2 separate regions of the Gossypium hirsutum genome follow, and region 2 is linked to region 1. Evidence: chromatin contacts called from public Hi-C data. All regions are on one chromosome and are shown on one strand. Each heading gives the region's core, a stretch centred on a gene start, on an enhancer-like site or on the middle of the called end of the contact. The rest is flanking DNA. Distances are from core to core; before and after follow the strand shown. Region 1 has its middle 32 kb from the start of LOC107948592. Region 2 holds the start of LOC121203000.

The links. A called contact is a pair of places that touch in the nucleus more often than the background predicts.
Region 2: a contact with region 1 is called in a Hi-C map of hypocotyl, with 2.1 times the contacts expected there. The contact joins the promoter of LOC121203000 here to the enhancer-like site in region 1. A contact is called at or near these places in 2 of 34 Hi-C or Micro-C datasets (hypocotyl and leaf).

What each region holds. Positions count from the first base shown.
Region 1 is chrA04:77,232,386-77,239,992 of Gossypium_hirsutum_v2.1, forward strand. No RefSeq gene overlaps it. Among protein-coding and RNA genes, the nearest start is that of LOC107948592, 32 kb to the left of the region's middle. Within about 2 kb of position 4,161, at least 2 of the 9 cell types and tissues checked have an H3K27ac peak or open chromatin away from gene starts, as enhancers often do. A contact at or near this core is called in hypocotyl and leaf, where this site is marked.
Region 2 is chrA04:77,591,958-77,599,197 of Gossypium_hirsutum_v2.1, forward strand. It overlaps LOC121203000, which reads left to right and starts at 2,561. Exons shown (of 6, transcript XM_041111412.1): 1 at 2,561-2,931; 2 at 3,093-3,188; 3 at 3,985-4,046; 4 at 4,177-4,235; 5 at 4,323-4,376; 6 at 4,766-5,001. The coding sequence starts at 3,109. The coding sequence ends at 4,334. LOC107948946 (protein SCO1 homolog 1, mitochondrial) reads left to right here and starts at 5,827. Exons shown (of 7, transcript XM_016883621.2): 1 at 5,827-6,153; 2 at 6,246-6,434; 3 at 6,550-6,640; 4 at 7,028-7,240. The coding sequence starts at 6,001.

The DNA of each region.
Region 1 (7,607 bases), core at 2,911-5,410:
TACCTTCTCCATTTCTTTTAACATATCAGGAAGTCGAATTAGTAGTTTAGAAAGAAGCAGGAAGCCGAAAGCCAGCATTGCCTATAACCAAAACCCATACCATGCTTCTTTATTCACTGCTAATTCAACTTCCTGATATGTTAAAAGAAATAGAGAATGTAAGAAAACAGAGGGAGAAGCAAAAGAGAATGAAAGAAGCATGGTATGGGTTTATGAGTTTTGGTTATAGCCAATGATGGCTTTTGACTTCCTGCTTCTTTCTTCACTACCAATTCGACTTCCTGATATGTTAAAAGAAATGGATAAGGTAGGAAAACAGAGGAAGAAGAAAAAGAGAATGAAAGAAGCATGATATGGGTTTATGGGTTTTGGTTATAGGCAATGATAGCTTTTGGCTTTTGGCTTCCTACTTCTATCTTCACTGCCAATTCAACTTCCTGATATGTTAAAAGAAATCGAGAAGTTAGGAAAACAGAGGGAGAAACAGAAGAGAATGAAAAAAAAAAGAAAAAAAAAGGAAAGTTAAAAGAACATAAAAGAAAAAATTAAATTGCTCAAAACGAAAAATTATTAAGACTAATTGTATAATTTAACCTAAAATTTTGGTTTGAAATGATAATTTAATGTGTCACGTCAGCTTACCTTTACATCGTTAACAATAATTCACGGCTCGGTGACTAAAATGTTACAACACGATAATGTAAGTAACTAAAACATAACATTTCAAACATAAGTGATTGAAATGTAACCTTAAGTAAACAAATGTGACCATGGGTGCAATTTACTATAAAAATAAATCATAATATATTTTAAATAATTCATTAATATCTAAATAGTAAAATCAAATGGACAAACTGAACCAATTCAATGTTTAAGCTTAATATTATTAATTACTTTGTGTGTTGGTACGATGATTGCGGTGTTCACCGTCTCAAATGTATTCGAATCACGTTAATGTTAGAGTTTTACTCTCTTCTTATAATCCACTAAAAATAAAAATTTTGTAATTTGGAACTAAGATGCAACCAAACCTAACCCGCCCGCCCCTGCATAGTTGTACAAGTGACCCAATAGTCGCTCTGTTTCAATTTGAAAAAAGGAACTTGTAAAGAAGGGAGGCAAAGTCAAGACGTTAATTGAAGGGAAAACTCAAAAGAACGTAGCCGAATATAGTATTTTTTATAAGGTTAATATAGTATTTGGTATTTAAATTTAGTTTTAATATTCAATTTAATACATTAGTTTTTTTTTTGTTTTGATTAAGTACTTATGTTTTTTTTATTAGATCACACAAGTCAAATATTCATTAGGTTTTATGATGCAGATTGGCCTGGTGACTAGATTAAACATTAAAACTAAAGTCATGTATCAAATTGAACATTAAAGTAAAACTTACATACCAAATGATATATTAATGCTTTTTAAGATAATATCCATATTAATATATATATACATATATGCATGTCCAATTTTTTTTTTCATTATTAACAATAATGGTTAAATTTAATTATGGTCCCTCTAATTTTTAGATTATATAAAAATTATAAAAATTCAATTTCAGTTCCTATATTATGCTCAAATTTGAGATTTAATCTTTATACTTTAATTTTTGACATAATTTGCTACCACATCATTTATAATGTAATTAGTTAGTCTAAATATTTTATTTTAATTAAAATGTTGACGTATACTTTTGTTAAATTTAGGTCCATTACGATGTTATTTTTTTGACATGATTATCGAGTGAATATTGTTTTAAGTTTTAGAATGTTACATAAATAAATTTAATAGAAGAATTTTAATAATGTTAACAATTAAATGTGAATTTTTAAATTCGAAATTTATGAGGATTAAATTCCAAATATACAAATAATAAAAAAATTGAAGCATATTATAACTTATTAAATTTAACTATTTAATAAAAAATAATTAATCTAAGAGTGTCTTTGGATTGACGATGTCTGTAATACAGTAAAAATTTTTACCTCACTGTAATAATAGTTAATCTTATCACCATAATTATTTTTAATCTTAATAAAAGTAACTGTGTGGTCCATTCAAATAAACCTCAAGTCGAAAATCATTCGAGTGAGTTTATAAATATTACAGTGAGGTAAATGAGGTGTCATGCGGATACAGATATAGATATAGGAAGAAGCCATTCGTGAGGGTGAAGCTAAGGACAAATTGATTAAAGCCATTGGGTGTTGGGGAACTTTTACTCTTCTCAATAACAATTATATATGTATAGTGTCGGCCTTTAGTGGAACAAGTTACATGAAATTTCGTGTTTAATATATGGGGGAACCATACAAAAAATTCAGCATCGATCTCATCATTATCTTGGTCTCATTATTTTTAATAACCACGTTAAAATTAATTTAAACAAACTTACGACATCCAAGACAAAATGGGACAGCTTTTGGGTCGAGAAAGACAATGGGATTTGACTAGGTTTTTCCCTTCTTTTTTCTTTGCTTTAATTTTTGAAAGGAAACTGAAGGGATACATTGAAATATTGGGAGAAGACTATTTCAAATTTTCAATCTCTATGGATTGGGTATTTTGAATATGCCAACTCATGTCTTGTATCACTCATCATGAATTAAAGTTTGTGATTATTATACATGAATTGATTAAATAGAATTTATTTGATTCATTTGAATTGATTCGATTCATGGAACATATAGAGTTCATTTACTTAAAATTTGACTGATTCAATAAAACACTTAAATAAAATTAGAGTTTTGGGAGAAATATGTAAAGTAATATTAAGAGATCTTAGAAAATTCTTTTAAAAATCTCAATTTGTAGGTTTGTTTTGATTTGAACCGTCGATATACTTTAAACTATATCATTAGATCTGGGGGAGCTCAAATATAGATAAAAGCATTCCCTTTTAATTTGTAATCTTTCCATTTATAATTATTAAATATATTTGAGAGTATTTACTTAAATATCTTCTGTGCATTGCTTTCTTGTAACTTTGATTTGTGTTTCTTTATCTTTTGTATTTGTTTCCGTTTTATTTCAATGCTTTAAATTTTTTTTTATAAATTCTCATCTTTCGAGCGTTAAATTAATTTAAACGAATTTAAAATAAAAAATCATTTGAGGTTACACAATTTACGAGACTTAAGTTCTAATCCCATAACACTTACATCAGCATCATTTAGAATTATTATATTACAATAAAAACAAAAAATTTAGGGATAGTAAATGGGTTAAATTATAGATTATATAAATTTTCGAACCCAGGGTAACTATGTTCCCTAACCATGCATCGTTTTACCACCTTCCACTTCTTCACTCGAGCATTTACTTTTTGTTTTACTATATAAGCTCCAATGTCGCTTAACACACCTTTGTTTTGTTTGACAGATATTCTCCTCGACCATCTTAAATAGAAGTGCATCAACCATTTTGATGAACCAAACTGAAATAAAAACATAAGGAAGCTCAGTTTAAGAATTCTGGAGCAGATAAAATTGCAAGTAAACTTCATTCATGGATTATATTGTAAACCATAGATTCACTATTGATTTTCTTTTCAACTTATTAACTCACTAGTTCAACTATTACAAAATAAATTTTTTAAAAAGATTTTTATTTTCAATTTATAACACGATGTGAGTGAAAAATAAAATTATACAAAAAAATATATTTATAAAAAAATTTAAAAAAATAAGATTTTGATTGAAATGGTTAAAAAAATGTTAAAAATTATTGTGTTTTAGGTTTAAATCCTATAATGTGCACATATTTTTCTATAAAATGTAAATAAAAAAACACACCCCAAAATAATATAATATATTTTATAAAACAATGATATTTTAGCCATTACTTACATAAGTTGATGCTTAGTTGACTAGTCATACCAACTCAATTAAGGGTTTAATCTATAATATATATAACAAAAATAAAATTAGCTTTAAGTATAATTCACATAGTTTTTGACATTTTTTATCTAATTTAATTAGTTTAGTTGATTTTACATTAATTCATCCATCAATCCAAAATATAATAAAGTTTGACAATCATGAAAGAAAAAGAAAATGATGTGATGATGATGAAAAATTGGGTTGATTTGATAGTTGAGGGCAAATGGCCCAAAGGGACGAAAAAGAAGTCTATAATTTGAATTTATTGGGCATGTGTGGTGGTGTTGAATCCCATTACCATAGCCCCATGTGGACTTTCCATATATAAGAAAAGCTTTATTTCATGCATTAAACTTGACCCATTGGAATTAAACTTTATATTCTCTTTTGAGTTTTGACCAACCATCTATGTTCATGAATTTTCCTCATTATACTTTATTTTTCAAATTGGTTTATAGTTCTCATTTTTAATAATTAAATATATAAAATAAAAACCAATAGCTTCCCTACCACATGCATTCCTTTATATATATGCACACTTTAAACATTTATATTCAAATCATATTACATAATTTTAATTTTAAAATTTTCGTTAACAATTAAATAATGAATTTTTTTTCTAAAAATATGATTAAAAGATTAAAATAAAAATATTTTTTTGGTCAAAATTTGTTGTCGATCTCTGTATTTCGATAAAATTTGAGATTCAATTTCTATATTTAATGTTTAAAATTAGATCTTCTTACTTTTACGATTTAAAAATCAATCCAATCATAATATTATTAATATCTTTCATAAAAAAATTGTCAATTTAAAATGTTTGTTTTTCGTTAACTACACGTCTCTTAACATGTTTGTTTTTTGTTAACTACATGTCTCTTCATATGAAAACAATTTAGTCAGCATGCCAAGTTAGAACCTAAGAAAAGAATACTACCAATATTTATGACTAATATACCAAAAAAGGCCCATTTTTTTAAAAATTACAAAAATGGGCCACTTTTGTTGAAAATTACAAAAATGAGCCGAAAATACAAAAATGCGCCCAGCTACTGACGTTTTTAGGGGAAAATCAAAAAAGCGCGTCCAACTCAACGCTTTTTTCCCTCCTGACTAGTAAAACACGTCCAAGTCAACACGTTCCCCCAACGGTCACTTTCCACTGTATTTTAAATAGTCGTTACCCCCCCAACGTTAAAAAAAAAACTATAACCTCTCCACACCTTCTTCTCACTCACATTTCTCACAATTCTCTCTTAAATCTCTCAAATTTCTCAATCAACTCTAAAAAATCTCTCAAATTCTCTCTTAATTTTTTTTTCTAAATTCTATTTTTATCTAAATTCTATTTATTATTATTGATTAATGTTTTCAAGAAATAATTTTTTATTAAAAATTTATTCGTATTCAATATAATTTAGCAATGGTCGGGTCTCTAATCCATCTTGATAACAAGCACATCTTTGTCAACCAAATGCAAATGGTAAGAATAAATTTTAATATTGTTTAATTTTTTATTTCATTGTTATATTTTAACTTAATATTTTTTATAATTTTTACATAAAGAGGTGGAAGATCGAATTTTGCAATATCATATTCGTAATCTACCCGGTCCTCCATCACCGTTGATCAAAACATACTTGAGGGAAGCTGATTTTTGGTACATGGCCTTTGTAGGCTGGGGATATAAGTTAGACCTGAAACTCATAAGCGCGTTAGTGGAGAGATGGAGACCTGAGACGCACACATTCTATCTTTCATGCGGCGAGTGTACTATCACTTTAGAGGACGTGCATTTATAGTTGGGGTTATCCGTGGATAGGTCAGTAGTCACCGGGTCTATTCCGTCTGGTGATTGATGAGCTGTATGTTTAGATCTTTTGGGTGTGATTCCAGAAATGATTTACAGAGGTCGGATTGAAATCCCTTGGATACGAAAAAATTTTGCGGAGCTAGTTGAGGATTCGACTGAAGCCGAAAGAGAATGATACGCTCGGGCGTATATCCTTTAAATCATTGGGGGTATTTTGATGTCGAATAAGTCACGAAATCCCGTCCATCTAAGGTGATCGCTGAAACTCGTCGATTTTAGAGGAGCAGGCGAACTCAGTTGGGGATCCGCTGTGTTGGTAAAATTGTACCAGGAGATGTGTCAGGCGATACAACCAGTGAAAATCAAAATTGGTGGTTGCTTTTTACTACTACAATCATGGGCCCGATTCTGGTTTCCATTTTTACGTCATCGAGAGAACTACCCGTATACATTCTCACTCGTAACAAGGTAAAATTTAGTAGATATCCTCATGATTAATTGATTTAAATTTAAATTATTATGCTAATAAGTTATTTAAATAGGTGGAACCATGCACCGGTCATGTGGGATTATCTATCAAGCTTTAAGATATACGGCTTCTATTAGACCAACGATCAGAAGTAGATGTATGTATTTATTTAATTTTGAACTATATACAAATAACATAGTCAATTTCTATTTAGTAATATATTTAATTTTCAATTATATACAAATAATGTAATTGAACTATATACGACTGAAAGCGATCGCTGTAGTATGCAGTCTCTGTTTCAAGATCTGTTACGCAACCTGGGACGTACCTCTCCAGCACTTGACACCATTGTCACACCTCATTGTATGACTCGTCCTACCCACTATACATCTTCTCCAACGCCTTCTACTTTGCTATCCACACATTGCAGTACGAAGGCGTATAGTTGAATTGGCTACAAATATTTGTAATTAAAATGGAAACAATAGTCCTCGGATCCGCTTTAACCATCAGTAATATTATGCCTATGATCACATCTGAATCCAACTTTGGATGACCCCTTGAAACACCTGCAACCCCACGAGTACGTTAATTAAGTGGAATTGTATCTAAAACCCTAATTAATAAAACCTTAAAAACCCAGTGATACTGTACCAGAGGCAACACACGTATACAGACTGGTGAACTTTTCTATCGTCCATAACCCCATTTTTTTCTTCACAAAGCCATAATTTTTCATGTGCATCTATCATATCGTATTGCACACTTGGCCTCGAATGTCTCAGATTTGGATTTAACATATGGAAGTTAACCCCGTTCTTGATGCTGTATAGCTTCAATGCAGCAATAAAACCATTTTTACTGAAAAACTCCTTGCCCATTTCCAAATCACCAGAATCTAACGAATGACTTGTGTGGCTAGGCCTCTTGTGTGATAGTTCTACAAACTTCAACCCATCCCCTGTTGATAGATCAACATTATGCATATGGGCTGGCGGCAAGTATGCCATGAATCGTGGATCTTCTTTTTCTTCATCTTCACCACTTCACCTTCTTCTGGTTCAATTGGAATAGGCTTTGGTTCAAAAAATAATACAACTTCTAAACTGTCGGCATTGGGCTCCTAGGGTGGATCCATATCGGATTCATTTTCATCTTCATTCTCGGACCTATTAACGTCTGCCATGTTAGAGGTTCCCTTGCCGATGGACGTTGTAGGGAGTACATCATCCATTCTTATGTACGTATCGATTCCCAACCACTAGAAGTTACTGCTATTCCCAACCACTAGAAGTTGCTGCCATTCCCTAGTAAGTATTCCTAACATTGAACATCGACCCACCGAGATTTATGTCCCATCCACTAACTGAGTGTAACACCCTTAATCCATATCCGTCACTGAAATAGGGTTACAGAATATTATCAAAACTTTCATAATATT
Region 2 (7,240 bases), core at 1,311-3,810, 360 kb after region 1:
ATATTTAAAACACATGGTTCAAATTGTAAATATATATGTACTTATTTCGTGGATAACATAAGTATGAAATATTAAAATGAAAAAAAAAAGAAGAAGAAGGGTAAATTACACCAACAGTCACTCAATTTTGGGTAGCTGACAAAACAGTCATTCTGGTTTCAATTCAATTACTCAACTTTAGAAAAATAACAAAACAATCACTAACGTTATCAAAAAGTGACAAATTAGTCACCCATTAACTTTTTTCGTCACTGGCTTAACGGGACCGCTAACGTGGCTAGTTAACTTGCCACGTTGGACGAGGCAAAGTTGAGTGATTTTTTTTCGTCCTTCATTTTCTATTTTTTAATAAATGGCCCAATTTTTTTACTTTTTACGTAAATGACCCAATATGTTTATGCTTTTTCTTCTCCACCCCAACAATCTCTATTTTCAAATATAGTGATCTGCTTCTTCTTCTTCACTAACACAAATATGCTCAACTTTAAAAAAAATGCAGTTTTCATTTTCCATTTTCCACGAAAGAGAGATGATGGTCAACATTAAACATCATCATCATCCATTAACTACTGTAGGTTTAGACCTTACATGGGTATAACCAACAAGATCCATTAACTGACAAATGAGTTTCCATTTCAATACAAACCATATGTACTCAACAAAACACTCACAATCAGATACTTACCAAACATCACCATGGTAGTAAACCAATAAAAAGTTTTAAGACAAAAGGTAATAAAGAAAACAAAAATCCCATAGAGAAAAAGAAATGGAAATAGCAACAATTGCATCGTTTTATCCCTAAACCATGGCAGATTCTAAGTCCAAAGCATCTAGTACAAAGAAGAAGAAATAAAGATGACCTGAGAAGAGATTAGATGGTGCATTTGGCTGGATATGGCGAAGAAAAGCTCTCGACCGTTCTCACCACTGGAACCTTTCTTTGTGAAGCTTGCCTCACCGTCGTCACCGCGATCCATGACTTTTTTTTCTTTTCTCGATTCCTGGCTCAGTCACAAATCTCAAATTTTTTCTCTTCTCCTCATCCTTTTTCCTTCTTCTTTTTCTTCTTCTTTTATCGCCCAGCCTAACTAGGGTTTTAATTTGGGGTCGTTTACATAGTAGAATGGCATGCCACTTTTCCGTTACGTTTATAATGAAAAATGGTTAAAAGGTCTGTTTTGTTATTTTTCAAAAGTTGAGTGACTGAATTGAAACCAAAGTGACTATTTTGTCAGCTACCCTAAAGTTGAATGACTATTGGTGTAATTTACCCCCCAAAACAAACAACCCTCTTCAATTTATAGGCATAGTATTTTTTTTTCAAAAATGTTGATCAAAGTTGTTCATGTATATGTTGTTTTATATGTACTCTATGTCAAATTTGAAATGACATTTATTGCCTAAATTTATGGGCAAGACCTATCATATTTTTATGACTTAATTAATACAAAATTGATCACTTGCCTATCAACATGAATACTATAACATGCTTCAAACCATATCAACCCCACTTATTGACACCCTATCATTAGATGCTTCACAGTTTCCTTCACCATATGACACAAATCACAAATAGGGAATCTTTACACCTTCTCTTCACATATTAATATTAGTTGGGATGGTGTTACTACATAATATACGCATTCTTAGGATGAACTTACTATTGAATCGTACCAATTGATATGATTCACAGCTAACCTTTTTTACATAGGGTCCTTCCCAATTCGTCATTATCTTGTCTTTTAGTATTTTTTTGCTAATGGCCTTTACGTGCCTCAAATTCATGTATGAGCTGGGCATTTTATTGCAATGTTCCTTGATGTCGTTGGAACTATTCTTGAAGGAGCTTGAGTTGCTTCGGTAGTTTTGTATATTGTTGGCTCGCATTCATATTGTTTTGGATGGAGGAATGGTCAGTTAGTGGCAATAGGGGTAGGGGGTTATTTGCAAGTTGCAACTTGAGGTTCATATTGATTTAGGTAGCTATGGTAGTACTAAGGCTGAGGTTGCGTGTAAATTTGCTAGTGATACTATTGGTAGGCTAGATGGGTGGTGTTGTACGAATATCCCTCGTGATGACTAGGTTGACCATAGTGGTTATAGGCAAAATATTGCTGGTATCCTGACCTCATAGGGCATTGGTAGTAAGGCTTTATTTTTATAGGTTTGAAGATTTAATGTGGGTCTTTCAAAAATGATCACTTTAGCTTACAAGTCTAATTTTAAGATTATGGATATCTTTTTTTTTTTTAACATTAATTTCATTAAGGTTCTTATCATAACTGCTCTTTTTGATACTATGCCTAGAACTACTCATAACCCCTCCCCAACCCTTAAATAGGAAGATAATGCACTTCAACGTACTCAAACTCATGACCTTCTGCATTGACAATAATGCCAATGCCAATCGAACTAAGACTCAATTGACAAAATTATGGGTATCTCATTTAGATTTGATTGACTTTTAAAGTTATAAGATATGACACGAGACATTATTAATTTTTAAAAGATGAATGAGGTAAATTTATGTACAAGTGACCTTGCTTGAATTGGAGGAGTTGCGTCTCGATCCTTTGTCCGGGAATATGTATCAAACTTGTAATTTCCCTTGTAAAAGAATATATAAAATTTCTTGATTGTTGAAAATAGAATTCTATAAATCCAACAAGACAAAGAAAAAGAATTGGAAAGGCCCAAGGAGCTAAACTTTTCGTTTAGACAACAAAAAAGTTTTCTGGCCTGTTAATCGCCATGGTCCATCAAAGCCCCTGAGCCCTGACCCAGCTTCAACCCCACAACTCAGAAGGACACTCGTGCGGTCCTGCCTGCGCCTGATATAAACGAAACTCAAGCCTCCTTAACAGAGATCAGGTAGCTTCGAGAAACAAAGGAGCCTGCTACATCGTCTTCATCGTTTTCATTTGCCAGGTAAAACTCCTCTTTATCATCATAAGTCCTAGCGTTAATTCTTTTTTAACCTTTTATATAATTACATAATGATTGTTTTGTTGTCTAACAAAAATATTAGGGTTTTTTTGACTTCGGGCTTTTTGATCTGATATTTGTTTTTATTTTAATTTTTTTATCAGATTTTGGGAACTGATCATGGCTGGAGGAGGAAATTTCATGCACAGAGTTATATCTTATGTCGTCAATGAGCTTGTCGTTGATAGACTTGCAAATAGGTACCTTTTTTTCTCTGGTTTATTTTTCATTATTTTCCATTGATTTTTTTTCCTTATTGATTTATTTTTCTAGAATAAGAAAAAAAATCAAAATATTTTCTCGAGATCAGAAAGGTTGAATATTTGTTCGTGTAATTCTAAAGACTTGAAAATAGCTTGTTGTTTGTTAACTATTTATGGAAGCTTCTTTCTCTGGCTGCTGGGACTGCTCTGTTTCCCATCAGTTCGTTCACTTGAAGCAAAAGTGCCTCAATTCTCAAATCACACACACACACACACACATCGATAGTGCAACATGCCTTGCATTATGGATTAAGGAGGTTTGAGAAGATTTTTACCTCAAAATCAGCCCCCTTTCCCTTTTTGGTACAAATTTATTTGAAATGATATTGACTTTTTGTTTAATATATCTTTTCAAATGCTTGAGACCAAATTTTGTTTTTAAAGTTTGTGAATCATCTAGGAAAAGGATTCCGAAATTTGGTTTGCTTCGATAGAGTTGTTAATGTTAGGCATATGCTATCTCCAGTGTAAAATATCTGGAACTGGATTTTTTTGTTGGGGGGGGGATTGAGAAAATTTTCATATGAACAAAATAAATAATTGAACATTGAAGTTTGATCTTTAATAGCCGGTGGAAAGTTTTCTCATAGTTTTAGGCAATCTGAGTTCTTTTTCCTTTTAGTTTCATTGATTGTTTGTTTGCTTACATTAATCATTGCTCTATGATTCCTTCGAGGACCAACCTTTGTTTCTTTTTTATCTTCTTTGGTTTTTTATGTTTTTTATTTTTCAGCCCTGCATTCCAAAGATTTGCTGTGAGGACATCAAAGAGGATAGAAGATATCTCCAGTATGGGTATGTGCATGTCTCGTCCTGTTACTATGATCTTTTTCTAAATTCTGTGTGTGAATTTAACCTGCTATTATCCTACAAAAAGCCAACGAAAGACCTTGCTGATGTTAATTGCCGGCTTTGGTGCATGCAGCTGAGAAGAAGAGGCAAGAACTCGCTGAACAAATGAAAGAAATCTCGAAAAACATGGAGGTTGGCTGTAATTATTTAACTTGATATTAAAACTTTACCTTTGGTGGATATTTTATTGTTTCTAACCACATATTGTTTTCCTTGCAGTCTAAAAACTAATGATCGTATTCGTACAACTGCTCTGACCCTCTCGTAGTTTTGGTAATCTCTAGCTTATGTACTGCTATATGAATCCATTTTCTGAAATAGAGGGGCGTAATTTGGCACCTCTAATCCACTGGTTATGGTACTGCTGCATGTATTTCAAAGGTGGTTTATTCTCTTCCAATTGGATAATGTAGGAGAAGTTTTCTTTTTGAATATGCAATGATACATATATATATCCCATTTATAATGAGTGATATTGACAAGCTGGTGGTAGTATTATGTTACATGGAACTCGTTGTGATTTTGGATAGTGGCATTTGCTCGTTTCATTCGGTCTTGATGTTTATATACTTTTCCAGATGTTAAATTGATGAAATAAGAGGTTAAAATGTGTGGCTTGTGATTTAAGGTAAGTTCAAAGTCAAATGAACTCTCTCTTGCAGTGCTGGTTGAAGATGTTTGTTCATCATAGGCAAAAGATGTGAGCATCAATGATCATCTCTCCCTATAAACATTTTTGGTAACCACCATTGACTTCCAAGAGATTTTCAGACAAAATAATTCAATTTTATTGTGTTTCGGGTTTCGACTTGATTCAATTGTATGGGATGATGCAAATTGGGTTCGGAGGCGTGGTTGTAGCTGGGTCTTTAATTAAAATTTTCGTGTTTGGATTGAATTAATGTTTGCAGAATTCGGTTGGATTGATTGGTTGAGTTGGTTTTTTTGGTTTTATTAAAAAAGATAAAAATAAAAATATTAAAAAAAATTGATTTCATGTCAGTAGATTTCACGTTCTATTGATTGGATTGGCCTCATCAATCCACACAATTATATCTCTCAACTACTGGTATTTTTTTGTCAATTAATTATAAAAATGTACGAAATTATCATTCAATTATTAAATTTTATCTTTTTTTATTAATAATTATAGATTTTGAAATTTTCATAAAATAACTTTATACTTTAAAATTTTTATGTTGTGTAAATTTAATCTTGATTTTGAAATAATATTTACATATTGTGTAATTTAAATTTTTTTAATAATCTTATTATTCTTTAAGATTTTTTTACTTAAAAAGTTTTAAAAAAATTTATTAGTGTTGAAAATATAAAAAATAAAATGAAAAACATTCAAAAATTCATGATAATAATTTTCATCTTTTCTTCTTTTTAAAAATAACATTCAAAGTTAAGAATTAAAATTAAAATTACATAATTTATAAATATTGATAGTTAAAATTATTATTATGTTAATTTTTAAAGTGGCCACCGTTGACCAGCTAATAAAAAAAAGATAAAATTAAATAACCTAATACTTATTTTGTAATTTTTTATAATTAATTAACTAAAAATAATTAAATAGTTAGTAATATAATTTACCCTTCTAATAAGAACTATCAATTTATAAAAATATAAATCAAGGTCTGTGGTAGTATTTGATTAACCATTATTATTTTTAAAGCTCTGAAAAAAAATCATAAAAAAACACATGGACATAGGCTGTGGGGCTTGGATTCTACTCCAAATCTTCCCAAAGTAGCCCAATACAGCAGGAAATGTGGAGTTGAGATCTAATTAAAATGATGTCTAATTCCCTTTATTTGCAAAACCCCTGTTCCTTTCGTAGTACAGTAGGGTTTATCGAAACGCAAAAGTTGAAGACTGGAAAGATCCCATGGCTACTGCTATTTGGAGAAACGCATCTCGTTTACGAAGCTTTAATCGGTGTCTTTATGCCCGCAGTCTGAGCCAATTCAGATCCTCCATTCCATCTTCAACCATAACCCCCCACTCTCTTTGCGCTCCATCTCTCCCTTCCTTCCCTCCGGTTCGTTTCCCTCCTCATTTCTTTCTTCTCCTTTTGAAAGTTACCCAGAATATCCTTTCAATCTCTCATCTTTCTTTTTTGGTGGTTCACAGGTTATTCCTGTTGGAGCTGAATTCAAATCCTTGGGAATTTATGGAAGGTTTTTATCTAATTCCACCGCAACTCCTACCGAAAATCAAGAGAAATCGTCTTCGTCATCGAAAACCAATTCTGAAGAGACCCAAAACACTGGAGGTTCGCAGCAGAGCAGTGGTAGTGAAGGCAAGCCTGTTCGCGGCGGGGTACTTCAATTTTTATTCCCCTTTTTGGCTTCTTAATTTGTTCTCTTTCTGAAACTTCCCCTTTTTTTGGATTAAAAAGTTTCGAATCTTGTTTTGATTGGATTGGAATTTGCAGCCTGTTTCATGGTTGAGTTTTCTTTTGCTGCTTGCCACTGGAATCGGTATTATTTTTTACTACGACAATCTAAAGAAAAGACATATTGAAGGTACACTTCTATGGTGAGTTGTAAGTTATGTTAAAAGGTTTTGCATTGCTGGGAAAGAGAGCATCACAATAAACAGTTGAGTCTTTAAAAGTTATAACTTGCGACTTCGGGCATCGTTAATGTCATAGTTCCATGGTTCTACAATATGCAAGATAGTCTTTTAAAAGTTGTAACTTGCAAGTTTGGGCATCACAATGTGTTTTTTAGGCTTTATTTAAGAGTAGCAGTGTTGTCAAAATGAATTGAACTTTGGCAGAAAAGAGTTCTTATGGTTCAGCTAGGCGATGAATGAAATGTCTCCAATTTTCAATTACTAATTACTAGTATCATATCACTTTTTCTTTTTCTGCTCGTATTGGTTGAAGACTTGAAGTTTTACTACTGCAGAAATTAGTAATGCTTCAAAGGCTGTGAAAGAAGGACCATCAGCTGGAAAAGCAGCCATCGGGGGTCCATTTAGTCTTGTAAATCATGACGGTAAACGTGTTACTGAGAAAGACTTTAAGGGGAAGTGGACTTTGGTTTATTTTGGCTTCACTCACTGTCCAGATATCTGCCCAGATGAGCTGCTAAAGCTAGCTGCTGCTATTGACAAAATAA